Regions from separate parts of the Mus musculus genome. Here regions 1, 3 and 4 are each linked to region 2. Evidence: chromatin contacts called from public Hi-C and HiChIP or PLAC-seq data. All regions are on one chromosome and are shown on one strand. The core of a region is the stretch at or near the end of the contact, and the rest is flanking DNA. Distances in the headings are between cores, read along the strand shown. Region 1 has its middle 39 kb from the start of Serpine2. Region 2 holds the start of Serpine2 (serine (or cysteine) peptidase inhibitor, clade E, member 2). Region 3 overlaps Serpine2 (serine (or cysteine) peptidase inhibitor, clade E, member 2). Region 4 overlaps Serpine2 (serine (or cysteine) peptidase inhibitor, clade E, member 2).

Region 1 (3,371 bases), core at 538-3,037, 39 kb before region 2:
GTTCTTTATTAATACATTCTAGAATCACCCTAAAACAATGGCTTAGTGGATAGCTATTTTATTTTCCTCTAATAATATGGATGAATTGGCTCAGTCTTTCCTTCCTATGTATGTGATCTTGGGATACAGGCATCCAAGGGACTTGGCTGGGCTAAAAGTCTAAGATGGCAAAGGCACAGGACTAACAATGGTGCCAACTGCTGTCAGAAGTCAGCGATTAGGATTAAACAACCCTAAGGGTAAAGCCCTAACCTGATGGCATCAATGCCTGTGTAAGAAGAGACAGTGGAACATCTCTCTCTCTCTCTCTCTCTCTCTCTCTCTCTCTCTCTCTCTCTCTCTCTCATTCCTGTTCCCTCTTTCTCTCCTCCACCTGCCCACACAATATGTGAGGATACAGCAAGAATTCATCTACAAACCAGGAGGAAAGCTCTCTCTAGGAAGTAAATGGAGCAGTACCCTGACCTTGGACTTCCAGCCTCTAAGACAGTGAGAGAATGAATTTCCATTGCTGCAGCCTTCTACCTGTGGTGTTTATGGCAGCACCATATCTACCTCTTGTAGTGAACTTTCTCCACACCTGTATCACTACCTGCATGATTCTAATTTATCTATTATGTGTGTTTTGTTAGTATCTCCTCCCTCCCTCCCTCTCTCCCTCTCTCTCTCTCTCTCTCTCTCTCTCTCTCTCTCTCTCTCTCTCTCTCTGTGTGTGTGTGTGTGTGTGTGTGTGTGTGTGTGGTCCATGAGGAGAGACTTTGTTTTAATCACTGCTATTTCTACAATCTCTAAAAGACATCATCAATACATATTTGATGAGGGAGTTGAATGAATGAGAAAAACTGGGGATACATTTTATGCATTCACAAGTAAAGAAAGAACACTGTTCCTTCCCCTGTTGGATGCTTAGCATGTCTCCCCATTCCTAGTAAAAGCAGAAAATGTTTTAAAGACATAGGTGGGGTGAAATATCATAGGAATCACAACATAAACCCTCTAAGACAACAGTGGAGCAAGAAACAAATGTGCAGGGCTGGCATTGGGTTTTGAAGGCGCACAGATGGGAACTAAACTAGTATGGGTGGGGGTTTTTGGTTTGTGTTTGTTTTTTTACTTCCTTATATTTGGTGCATTACATTCAAGTGCAGCTTGCCCCAAGGAACCTGTGAGTGCAGCTTAGATTGGGAGTCCAACCCACTGGGGGAAAGTGGTTCTGCTCTCATTACAGATGCATGGTGTGTGTTTTTGAGTCTGTGGCAACACTAAAGGTCTATCTCAGAGCATCTTCTAAGCACTCTGGGCTTTGTTTCCATAGCAGGTTTACAGAAGGTACCCACAGGGCATTACATCATTAGTCTGAGTCATATTTTCATGGCAGATCAGTAACCCTTTATGTGATCATGATAACTTCTTTAACATCAACAGATAAATCCATAACAACTGTGGTAGAAATGAACATCAAAGTATCTGGGTTACCCGTAACTCATATTGGGTTCACCTCACACTTCTTAGATGCAGAGTACCCACTCTCTTGCCTAATAGTGGGGGAGGGGAACAACCACTACAACCGTCACCACCACAGTTCCAGTTTATTGACCAGGAAATCAAGATTAAACAATCTGTGAACACTTAGAGTCCAAGATGACTTAAAAGAAAATTTGTGATGAATTGGCACGGAATCCAAAGTAATGGTCTGGTTTTTCACGGCAGTTACACCTACTTGACAACAACTAAATAAAAACTCACTAGAGAGAGAGTGCACAATGGAGCCTATGGGGACAGCTCAGTGAGTGAAATGCTTGCCATGCACATGTGAGGACCAGAGTTTAGATCCCAAGCACTCAGGTAAATGCCAGGTAGGCACACCAGCCTGCCTATAGTGCCAGCTTTTAGAACATAGAGGCAGCATCCTCAAAGCAAGTGGGATGCCATGACTCAAGATATAAAGTAAAGAACTGTCAAAGAAAATACATGATCTCAACCTGTGGCCTCTACATAGACAGTTACACACATGTGTGCATAGCTACATATATGCAGACACACATGAATACACATGCAAAGATGTCAGAATTAGGGGATATATTTCCATCATCTAAATCAGAACGTCCCGAGTGGAATCTGAGCTATAGGAAGTAGATCCTCAATGACAGCTATGAGAGAAACTTGGTATTTGTCACCAGGGGCTACTATAACAGATCACCATGGACTTTAAGGTAAAACAATCAAAATGTGTTCTCCCATAGAATGGGAGATTAGAAGTCCAGAGTCAAGGCATTAACAAAGTTAGTTCATTCTGAAAACTGTTGGGAGAGCTTGTCTGCAATCCTTGGTGTTCCTTGGCTTAAAGATGTAACTCTCCATTGTCCCTCTCTGTCTTCACATGACCTCTTCTCTGTCTCACCTCTGTCTCTGTCTCTGCTTTTCTGTCTTTCTGTTTCTCTGTGTGTCTGTGTGTCTGTCTGTGTGTCTGTCTGTCTGTCTCTCTCTCTCTGAGTGTATGTGTGTGTTCTCTCTTTCTGTCACTTACAATGACCCCTCATTCAAATTTTAAAAATCCACTCAGGTCTAGGATGGCCTCATCTGGAGATTTGCACCTTCAAAGAGCCTTATTCCAAATATGATTATATCATGAGGTTCTAGGATTTAGAGATGGGACACATTTTTCTGGAGGGCTGTATTCATTCCCTACATGTTGTCAGACATGTTCTTCTCTAATACATACAAACTCTGATCACTGTTCTTGTAGTGCAGATAGGAGGGGTGGCTTGAAGCCCTTTGTAAACCTGCAGTGTGCCTTCTTTGCTCAACAACACATCTTCATTCTTTTCACAGTATTCTTTCCCAATTTATCTATCTAAATTTCAATGACAACCTAGTGATTCCCATAGATCACAGCCATCCTCTCCAAAACTGGTTATTCCTCAGACATATGAATTTCCACATATTCACATTTCATTACAGAGGGTGCTGCTGCAAACATGGGATTTAGATCTGAATCCTAGCACATATGACTCTGCTGTATGACCTTGTGAGAAGTATCTACCCTTTCTGAGGCTTAATCTGCTTGCCTGTGCAGTAAGACTGGCCATAGAGTGAATACCCTTATATGGAAAGCTCCCAGCTCGGGGTCTTGCTCCTGGTCTACAGAAAGAGCAAAGTCAATGCCAGCAGTACTATTGTTCTTCCAGGGAATACATTATTTCTGTGTTGTATAATCCATGCATGACACAACAACAAGCTTTGTATGAGTTTTCCTAAAGACAGAAAAAAACATTATTACTCTTAGAGAAGCCACAAGTGGATTTTCCTATTTTGAAATTCTAGCAGAAGAAAATTTAGAAATGCCCTTGAATAAGAATACATGGATCACA
Region 2 (3,442 bases), core at 559-3,058:
AACAGTTATGAATCAAAAATGTAAATATCTGATAGGCAGGATATCTGATATGTGACCCCTATGAAAGAGTCATTGACCTCCAAAGGGGTCATGACCCCAGGCTGAGAATTTCTGGACTAAATCCTATTTATACTCTAACTGGGAAAAAAAGGGGGGGGGGGTTCATGACCTGCATTACAAGACACTCAAATCCTTCGCTGTTTGTCCATTTCTCCCAAAACCAGTTGACTTTCCTGAACATTTGGAACGGCAAATAGTGTTTGAGATACAAACCACGCAGTCCATGTGACATTAGGAAATCGCTTTGCAAAATGTCAGCCCTGAGAAAGAACTGGACAAAGTATATGGGGGTCTCAGTCGAGTGCCTACAACTGTCTCAATCAGCAGTGTCAGCATGAAGATGGTGAGATAGAAGCAGATGCAGAGAAACCAGCAAGCTCTGTGCATCTGCCTTCACTCACACTTCAAACTTGGCTCTCTAGTATAGTGATTCTCAGTCTGTGAGTCATGACCCCTTGAGGGGTCAAATGACCTTTTCACAGAGATCATCCGGAAACACTGATATTTATATGACAACTCATAACAGTAGCAAAGTCACAGTTATGAAGTAAGAAGGAAAATAATAGTGCTATGGGGGGGGGGGGGCGCACCACAACATGAGGAACCATACCTATTAAAGGGCTGCACCATTAGGAAGGTTGAGAACCACTGCTCTAGTAGTTTCTTATCTGCTTCCCCTCCTATCTGTAGCACTGCACCCTAATCCAGTGCCTTGTGCATCTGAGGCAAGCACCCTACCACCTAGCCACACCCTCAGTCCCTAATGCCTTCATCTGGAAAGCTGCTCTCAGTTTTTCAAGTCACACACACACACACACACACACACTCACACACACGGGTGGGGGAGTGTCTGTCATGGACACAGCTGTGTCAGTGTGGTTGCTCAGAGATCTGAGTTGCTCTAGCACTAGGTGCAGTTTATTTCACAGCCCTAAAGAGATTTACGGCTGTTTTTTCTTCATTGGGGCCAAACATGGGGCCTGATAGGGAGGGCGTTGCACCAAAGGCAACAGAGACTACCATGAAAGTCCCTACAAACCTAACCTGAGCAGAGGACTGAAGAATGCAGAAAGGGACACTCAGGTAACAGACCATGGGACATAACAGCCATCTGTTGCTGGCCTTGGGTCTGATAAGGTCTCAGGGGCTGAAGGTGTAGGTTCAAAACACCTGGATCTTCGGAGCTCTGAGAGTACTTCATGCTATCACCACAAGCAAGGGGTCAGTTTTCTGCATGTCCTTGCTTGTCATGTGCCTAGGAATCCCACAGCCAGCTCATCCACTAAGCAGGGATAAGTTGACTCTGGGGCACCTGGAGGACCTGTTCTAGACCTCCACGTCCTAGCTCCGTTATTTCCATCACCTGCAGGATTGCACACTGTCACCCCCCCCCCAACACCCCCAGACGACGCGTCTTGCGTCTCAGGGGCACACCACTGGCTTCTGTGTCGCCCACTCCTCTCCACTCCCCACAGGCTCATCCGGACGATCCACGTGCAGCTCGACCGGGGGTTGGCGCCGCACCTCGAGCCCGGCGCGTCTGGCCGGAGCTTTCTGGGGACCCGAACCCCCCAACCCCCGCGAGAGGGCGGCATCTGGCGACCGCGGGTCGGGCAGGGGGGCGTCCTAAAGTCCCCTGCGGTGCAGAGACGTTGCGGCCGGCTGCCACACAAAGGCGGCGGCGGGAAGGCGGGGCGGGGCGGGCCGGGGGGCGGGGGAGGCAGGAAGGGGCGGGGGCGGCGGCGGCGATAAAGCCCCCGCGCGGCCCGGCCGGCTAGTGCAGTGGTTGCACGGGAGTGCGGGCTGCACGCGTCACCGTCACCGCCGCCTGTCCCCCACCGCCGCGCAGCGCCGATCTCCCTCCCGGTTTCGGCCGCCACCTGGGGATCCAAGCGAGGACGGGTGAGTAGCAGCTGCGGGGTTCCCGCTGCTCGGAGGGGAGCCGGGGACTGTCCCCGGGGCAGCACCGCGACCGGTTGCTGGGGCGGGAACTTTCTCGAACCGCCTCGGGCCCCGCTGCGAGCGCTCCTGGCTCCCGCGTCCCTGTCCCCGAGGGTTTGGGCGTCCAGGTGTGCCGGAGGCTGACGGAACGCTCGCCGAGCTCGGGGTGGGTCCAGCAGGACTGCAAACCGTGACCCTGAACCCGAGGCGACTGGGCACTCACGGGTAGCACCGACCCCACACTTTTCCCGTGCGCGGGTCCCTGTCCCGGGCGACCGGCTCTCACTTGTAACCTTTGCCTGTGCAGTGTGGAGGTGGGCAGCGGTTTGGGGAAGGACTTCAGTTCACACTGGCCTTTGCAACAGGCTTGTCCCTAGGATACAGTAGCAGCTCTTTGCGATTTCTTATTTATTTTCATCATCTGTGGACCAGGGAATTGCGAGGCCGGTGAGTGACTCCAGGTAAGGTGAAAGTACTCAGAAATCCTCGGAGGAATTAGGTATTTAATTTGCCCCCACGATGAGCAGAGAGGGAAAGCTGCTATTACATAAGACAGCACTCCACCTTCAGGTATTAGGGAAGGTGCTGTTGAGGATTTTTAGTGTTTTAATGAACAAAACAGAATCTCCGCGTGTCTCTCCAGAGAAATCTCCAAACGCCGCTGGATCTTGCTTTGACTACTTTGCTGGGAACGTTCTTATATTTAGCATGAACATAAAAAGGTGTTTGAAGGTTTAACTTTTCTCTTTCAAGCCAGGAGGCAGTTTACTTTTCTGAACTGTTCTAGAACAATTGATCTGATCATCTTGTACTTTGGAGATTTTGTATCTGAATGGGAATACAGATAATGGGAGAAATGTCAGCATTACCGATTTGTGTATCTGAAGCACACTTAAAAATTGAAGGTGCTTTGAACACTTTCTGTGGTTCTAAAACAATAATTATACCCTGTTGGCAACATTTAAGCAAAAAAAAAAAAAAAAAAAAAAAAAATCTCAAGAGCTTCGCCACAGATAATGGAACCGTCAACAATGGAGTTTTAGCTGTTTTTTTCAGAGTAGTGTTTGAAATTTTTGTTCAGCTAAGGGTGACTCCTGAAGGTCATGAGCCGATGTCATCGTTCCTTCTTCTTTGAAAGAATCTAGGCAGAAATTTTCTCCCATGAACTTGACAAATTAGCACAGTAAGACAGAAATTGCCGAATCTCTAAAGGATGCTAATTTTCGGCCTCACACATAGGCGACTTGACAGTGGTCAGAGATGGGTTAGGATGGAAGAGTTGCTGCCCTCTTCTAGCCAGTTCTTCTCCCACAGGGTTTGGAACTTTGGCCTTTTCCCCCTCTTGTGGTGGTATTGCTGCGGGGACTCTCGATTCTGTGACCACGTCAGGTCCAGTGGTTTTCACACTCCACTTACTCAGTTGTTCTCTGGACATGTTCAA
Region 3 (3,076 bases), core at 238-2,737, 35 kb after region 2:
CAAAGAGGAGAACTGGGAAACTGATGGTCTCTATAGCCCACCGATGGAGGATCCCATCCCACCCAGGTCAAAGGAGTGCCATGACCAATCAAACGGAAATGTGGGAGCAAGCCGCCGAAAGCTTGAGAGTGAAATGAGCAGAAATTTCAGCTCTGCCTGTGTAGAAGTGACAGTTGAAGCCATAGGGTCTATGGCATGCTTTTCCCTCACGTCTGCCATGGGCAAGTGACACATTTTCAAGTATGCATTTTGAGTCTGGCATTTGCAAAGCTAGCAGCCCATTATTTACCGCGCTAAGCCATGCTTAACACTCAGAGCACTACCCAATTACTTCAGGAACATTCCCCTCACTGGGAAGGGAGAAAGTCTTGGAGCAGGAGAAAGCCAGCATTTGGAAGGCTGTGCCTGTGGCAGCAGCTTTATTGGTAGGCATATGATCTCCCTCAGTGATAGCCTAAAGCACGTGAATTGCTTTTTATTGCTGTAAAAACGTTATTCAAGAAATTGAGACAGTCGAGAACAGATTTATAAACCTGTGTATCCACAGTTCTCGGTACATTTGGGCCACACACTTAGTCTTTCTCTCATACTAAAGTTTGAAGAGTGATTTCTTTTAAAAGTGAAAGTAAGCAGGAAGTTGCTGCGTTCTTCCATGGCTGGGCTCTCCCTGTTCTTGAGACGAAGCCTTTTAAAACTTGCCACACTTATTTCGTGTAAACTGGCCTCTCTGGGCATAGGAGTATCATTCGTTATTAGCACTTATGCAAGCCTGGAGCGAGTTACGGATCCATCCCTCTCCTCCAGGCTCATGAACTTAGACGTGTGTACAAGCCAGGTGAGTTTATATTGGAGAAAATTTGGCCATCCATCAATAATAGCCCTGATTCCAAGATTCACACAGCCTGGAAACTGCCCAGTGTGCATTTAAGAAGCCGAATGTGGACATCTTTCAAAAACTTCCCCCATCAAAGAAACCAAGAAAAACACCCCCAGTATAATGAAACTGTTCTTAAAAAGAAAAAAAGTCATAACTGAGCAAAGTTCTGGTAACTAGAGTAACTTTGTTTGGGAGACTATGCATGCTGATGCCAAGATATTGGGACTCTTAAGATCTTTACTTCCTTTTGTCCTCCTCAGCACCCGCCCACCCCCACCCCCACCCCCTCAGCTTTCAGCTACCAGTGACAAAAACAACATGTTCTTTTGTGCCTTTTGGGTGTACAAACCCAACCATTTATTCAAACATTCCCTGACCCAACAGAGTTTCTTAGGAGTCAGTATCAGAAATTGACAAGGTTGGTGGATACAAGGATTCTACACATTCTCTGTATCTGCAATTCGTTTGTGGTATGTCAAGTTTCAAAAAGGAAACTCGACCCCCACGGGGAGAAAGTGAAGAAGGAAAATCTGGGCTAGCTTGTAGGAGCAGTGAGCAAAGCTCCCATGGTCAGTGCTTGGAAGCCCTCCAAGGTCCAACAGGCTCCAGGAAACTCGAGCAATTGTCATGGTATTAGAACCGGTCCAAGGTGCCAGAGTCAAAATACGGCCACCACTGACCACAGTAGAGGGCTACGTGGGAGCGTATGTAGGTCACTTACAGATTGTGAATTCAGACAGGCTGAGTTTATACAATTATTTTTACAACTAAGCTCTGGAGAAGCCCCAACTGTTGAGAACTTTTAGAAGGGACCTATTTCACAACGTGTAAGAAAATTACAACATGTGCCTGAATGGTACATCCTTAGTGGCTCATTACATGTTGATAGCCAGGTCGGGGGTTCTGTTTGTGCTGACATTCCTAGCCCCACCTAGATGATGGCATTTCCTCGGACAAATGTTGGAGTTCACTGGGACGCTCATGACTCAATACAAGCATTACCTCAACCTCTTTCAGTGAACTCTGGTTTGATGCAATGAAAAATAATAAAATTCAGAATTGCTCTCCTCGTCCCTGGGGCTTAAGCCCACAAGTGGTTTTTGGGGGTCAGCCATGCATAGTGTGGGAAATTCCCAAAACACGGACCAGAAGGCAGCAAGAAGCAGTTTACCCAGCTCTGCCCTCAGTCTTTCTTTTCCCACGAGGTCACTGATTTCCACTCACTCCTGGTCACCTGTCTCTTCAATGACTTCCCTCTGTAACCTTCCACAGGTGACAAGGGGATCAAATTAGCTCCCGGGGAGATTTGTGCCTTGGTAAATCCTCAGGCCTCTAAAGTAGGGAGCAAATTAGCAACATCACAAATTCTGCCTTTGTTTTCACTAAGTGCTGCTGTGGAGGTCTAACTTAATGGAAGTATTTGCTTTCCCATAAATACACATAAACTCCTGCCTCCTGTCGTAGGCAGAGAAAGCCCTGTCAGTGCCAATCAAGGACTGAAGCATATTTAAAAGCAAACAGCCGTAATTGAAGTTCTCAGTGGAAGCAATGCCATCCGTACCGTTTATGGATTTACCAATTGTTCTGCCCTGTTGTAGCTTTAAAGCTACCACCGAAATTTGTTTTAATTAACAGGCCACTGTGTGTGGTACAGTGAAAGAATCAAGTCTGTGTGGTCCTAAGAAAATCCCCTCTGTTTAAAACTCTCCACATGGTCTCCTGTGACCCTTGCTATGGGTCTACCTTGGCGTCTGTCACACGGCCCAACTGTTCCTCCAGGCCCTTTGTGCTGCTGCCCTTTCGCTTGGCTCTCCCTTCCCTCGTCCATGCATGGCTGGTGCTTTTCTCAATCTTCAGTTGTCTTCGACTGTGTTCCTACCGCAGAGGTGGCATTCCCTATGACGAGACCCTCCCCTGGCCCTTCTTTTACCCACATCACTTTGCTTTATGATCCTGGCTTTTTGTCTTCTCTGAAGTTACCTAATAGCTTTCTGGCTTATTTTCTCCATGCCCCTCTAGAAGGACAGGCTGAGAAAGACCAGGGTCATACCCATCAGATTTACAGTTGTCTGCCTACTACTTAGAAAAGAGCTTGGCATATAGAAGACCCTTGGAAGTAATGCTTTATATGATTGACAGTTTCAAGAATTACATAATGGTTTATAGCCTGATGTCTAGTTCATACTAAGGATCTAGCAG
Region 4 (3,357 bases), core at 290-2,789, 55 kb after region 2:
GGTATTTTCCCACTTTCTCATTGAGTTTTCAGTTTCTACTGAGACCGTTTTATCACTCAGGCTAAAAGTAAAGACGAAGTATATTCATTTTGCTTCTTGGGTAGTCCCGGCCTGGAATCGAGACTGGTGTGAGCTCACAGCAATTCAGAGCTGAGACCGATGGCACTGGGTTCCTTGGCTGTCCTACAACCCAGTGCAATCTCTGCTTGGGGAGAAGAGATCCCAGCTGTCCCTGGAATATGATGGCAGCAGCTCTTCTAGCGCCTTCAGCTGATGGTGTTTTATAGCTAAAAGTGCTTGTGACAGAACAGGGCTTGCTAACTTTCTACCTCTTGCTGTCTTCTTTCTTTCTTTGATCTCCTTTCTTCTTCTCTGGAGGTGTGGCCTGTTCAAAATTCTCCAGCTTGTAGTGGTGTACACTCTTAATCCCAGAACTCAGGAAGCAGAGGCGGGGAGATCTCTGTGCATTCGAGGCTAACCTGGTCTACAGAGCGAGTTCCAGGATAGCCAGGGCTGTTATACAGTGAAACATTGCCTCAAAAACAAACAAACAAGGCCAGCCACCAAGAAAAAACGAGTGAAAATACTACGAACATGTTGCCTCTTTTCTCTTTGTTGTACTTCATATAGGGGAAGAAAGGGGGGGCCCCATGGGCACCCTGGTTACTACTGCATCTATAATTTTTTTTCATTTGATCATCTCAGCAACCTCGTGGTCCATACTTTAATATTCCGATATTTCCATCTGTATAGACGGATGGCATGGGGAGAACATGGTACCTCCTCAAGCTCATGGAGTTCATCTTTAGAGGTTCAGTGCTTAACACACACTTGAGAAATTGTCCCATCGGTTTAGAATGCCAACAAGGACTTTTTGACTGCTCTGCGGTCATACTGCACAGTTGCTGTCTCTGGCCGTTCTCTGTTGCTGTGTGAGTTCCTTTTCTTGTTGCTATAAGAAAATTCCTGACAAAGGCAGCTAAAGGCAGGAAGGGTTTCGTTTTGGCTTGTGGTTTGAGGATATAGTCTATTTATACCTATAATTTGTGGTGGCAGTGGTTTGAGTTAGCTGGTCATAGTGCATCTGCACTTGAGAAAGAGAGAAGAAACCGGGCCACTCACTTAGCTCCCTCCTTTTTTTGTTTAAAAACCGGAAACTATGAGGAATGATGGGCATGCTAATTGGCTCTACCGTAGAAATGCTTTTACCGTGTCCTGCCCTAACTGTCATATTGTATACCTTAAATACAATACCATGTATTTTCTAAAACAAAGTAGAATGTAAAAAAAAAAACAAAACAAAACAAAACAAAAAAAAAAAACAAAAAAACAAAGCAAGCTCAAAAGTAGCTTTAATTTATTCTTTTTCTCGTATAAAGGTTAACTTCTTACGAAGAACTGTGCGGCGAGTACCGAACAGTCTAATCGTCTACTTACATTCAACTCAGCAGAATGAAAGTGAGCTTAGCGGTGCCCAGAGGCATTCTGTCTAGACTGAAGACAGAGAATTCTGCACCAGGGAAGAAAGAAGTCATTGTCCTTATCTTTGTCCTTCTGAGGGAGCTATTTGTAGCAAAGGGAGTTTTACAGGCTGAATTACTGTCTCTCTCCTACGGCTTCCTTGGTGACCGCCAGCCATCCCCCCTCCCCCCCACAGAAGTCATTAGGCATAAACTAGATCTGCCTCTGGTTTCTTTAGGGTCTACCAGGACCCCGAATGGCTTATGGTACAACTTCATTGAGCTGCCCTACCATGGTGAGAGCATCAGCATGCTGATCGCCCTGCCAACAGAGAGCTCCACCCCACTGTCTGCCATCATCCCTCACATCACTACCAAGACCATTGATAGCTGGATGAACACCATGGTACCCAAGAGGATGCAGCTGGTCCTACCCAAGTGAGTGCCCCTTCCCTTAAAAAGAAAGGATGTTCTTCTCAGGGGATAGCTGTCATATTGTATACTAGAAACGGGGTGCTAAGATGGTCTTATGGAAAATGTGCTTTAGAGAGAACCAGGCTGTCTTTTCTGAATGCTTTCTCTGAGACCCTGCAGTGCCTGTTTGTGGTGAGACAACAAGGATACTAAAGGAGAGCGGGCAGCCCTGGCCTTAGAACCCCCATGAGGGCAAAGTCTTCATGACTCTGTGACAACTTTTGACATATCTCTTTCCATTGGAGAATTGAAAAATACATACATATCTTCATATGGAATGGATTAGAACACAGTAGTCGAAGGAGCTTGGTGAGACAACAAACTTCACTGATCCTTCAGGTACCTACTGGAAGCTGTTAAAGGCCAAGGCCCATGAGACTGTATTCATCAGTATTTAAGGCAGCTTTCCTTTTATACCCCTCAAGTAAATTATAGATGGAATTTCTGATGTTATGACTGGAGACTAGGGCAAAAGCAAACCCAATTCTGTGTACATCATCATTTCTAACAGTTCAAAGAACACCTTCTCTCTCCAGTGTGTGTGTGTGTGTGTGTGTGTGTGGAGGGGGAGAAATCTGTCTCCTTCCTGTGAATTTTTCATCATTACCAGCTTTCCCACAATCCAGAGTTTCTATCCATACCTCAGTGGAAACAGAGAATCCTAATAACTTTTAAGTCTTGAATAGTCAATGTAATAATCTACAAATGTAGATTTGTAGCAATCTACAAATATCAGAAGTCCTCCTCCTGAGGGGGTGAAGAAGTGACTCCATGGTTAAGAGTCCTCACTGATCTCGCAAGGGACCTGGATTCTGCCTTAACTCCTACGTGGTGTCACACAACCATCTATAACTCTAGTTCCAGGGGATCTGATGCCCTTTCCTGGCTTCCTTGGGGCCAGATGTATAGGCACATACATGCATATAGGAAAAATACTTATACATTTAAAAGATAAAAGTAAAGACATCTTAAATGTTAAATGTACTCTTCTAGAAAGCCACTCAATAATGTTTAGCTAAATATCTGATATGGTCTTCTTGTCACACCTGGATGGCCATGCTCATTGTGAGTAAGAAGAGGGTGAGTTGTCTACTTACCTGGCATTTAACTGTTAGGTTTAGAAGTCAGGCTGCAGTTCAGAGTGACGACAAGGTCTTACTTAAAGAGCCTGTTTCAAACTATGCCCTGATTTTGTCATGTTCGAATCATTTATAGCATGTTTTAATCCTCCCCTATATTTTCTCTTTCCTGTAGGTTCACAGCTGTGGCACAAACAGATCTGAAGGAGCCACTGAAAGCCCTTGGCATTACTGAGATGTTTGAGCCATCAAAGGCAAATTTTACAAAAATAACAAGTATGTCAAGTTTAAAATGTAAATTTTGAGAAAATGTTACAGGTCCTTCTTTGCTCAAAAAAAGAAAT

What was found. Hi-C and Micro-C count contacts between places; a contact is called where the count stands out from the background. HiChIP or PLAC-seq counts read pairs in DNA pulled down with a chosen protein or histone mark.
Region 1: a contact with region 2 is called in a Hi-C map of olfactory sensory neurons, with 6 times the contacts expected there. The contact joins the enhancer-like site here to the promoter of Serpine2 in region 2. A contact is called at or near these places in 3 of 484 Hi-C or Micro-C datasets (the HL-1 cell line, macrophages and olfactory sensory neurons) and 2 of 9 other capture datasets (liver and pancreatic islet).
Region 3: a contact with region 2 is called in a Hi-C map of cerebral cortex, with 2.2 times the contacts expected there. The contact joins the enhancer-like site here to the promoter of Serpine2 in region 2. A contact is called at or near these places in 19 of 484 Hi-C or Micro-C datasets (Sertoli cells, Th1 cells, brain and 13 more), 3 of 115 datasets of contacts at active chromatin or transcription factors (astrocytes, cardiomyocytes and neural progenitor cells) and 3 of 9 other capture datasets (adipose tissue, liver and pancreatic islet).
Region 4: an H3K4me3 HiChIP or PLAC-seq map of neural progenitor cells shows a contact between it and region 2, with 3 times the contacts expected there. The contact joins the enhancer-like site here to the promoter of Serpine2 in region 2. A contact is called at or near these places in 4 of 39 promoter capture datasets (the 3T3-L1 cell line, hippocampal neurons and liver), 15 of 484 Hi-C or Micro-C datasets (DN2 thymocytes, Sertoli cells, Th1 cells and 12 more), 3 of 115 datasets of contacts at active chromatin or transcription factors (embryonic stem cells, neural progenitor cells and stem cell-derived neural progenitor cells) and 1 of 9 other capture datasets (adipose tissue).

What each region holds. Positions count from the first base shown.
Region 1 is chr1:79,896,342-79,899,712 of GRCm38.p6, reverse strand. No RefSeq gene overlaps it. Among named protein-coding and RNA genes, the nearest start is that of Serpine2, 39 kb to the right of the region's middle. Within about 2 kb of position 1,787, at least 2 of the 459 cell types and tissues checked have an H3K27ac peak or open chromatin away from gene starts, as enhancers often do. A contact at or near this core is called in olfactory sensory neurons, where this site is marked.
Region 2 is chr1:79,857,031-79,860,472 of GRCm38.p6, reverse strand. It overlaps Serpine2 (serine (or cysteine) peptidase inhibitor, clade E, member 2), which reads left to right and starts at 1,808. Exons shown (of 9, transcript NM_009255.4): 1 at 1,808-1,962.
Region 3 is chr1:79,821,727-79,824,802 of GRCm38.p6, reverse strand. The region is part of intron 1 of Serpine2 (serine (or cysteine) peptidase inhibitor, clade E, member 2); the gene reads left to right. Among named protein-coding and RNA genes, the nearest start is that of Gm39666, 35 kb to the right of the region's middle. Within about 2 kb of position 1,487, at least 90 of the 459 cell types and tissues checked have an H3K27ac peak or open chromatin away from gene starts, as enhancers often do. A contact at or near this core is called in Th1 cells, adipose tissue, astrocytes and 9 more, where this site is marked.
Region 4 is chr1:79,801,388-79,804,744 of GRCm38.p6, reverse strand. Serpine2 (serine (or cysteine) peptidase inhibitor, clade E, member 2) reads left to right here. Exons shown (of 9, transcript NM_009255.4): 5 at 1,700-1,898; 6 at 3,189-3,289. Among named protein-coding and RNA genes, the nearest start is that of Gm39666, 15 kb to the right of the region's middle. Within about 2 kb of position 1,539, at least 19 of the 459 cell types and tissues checked have an H3K27ac peak or open chromatin away from gene starts, as enhancers often do. A contact at or near this core is called in Sertoli cells, bone marrow-derived macrophages and neural progenitor cells, where this site is marked.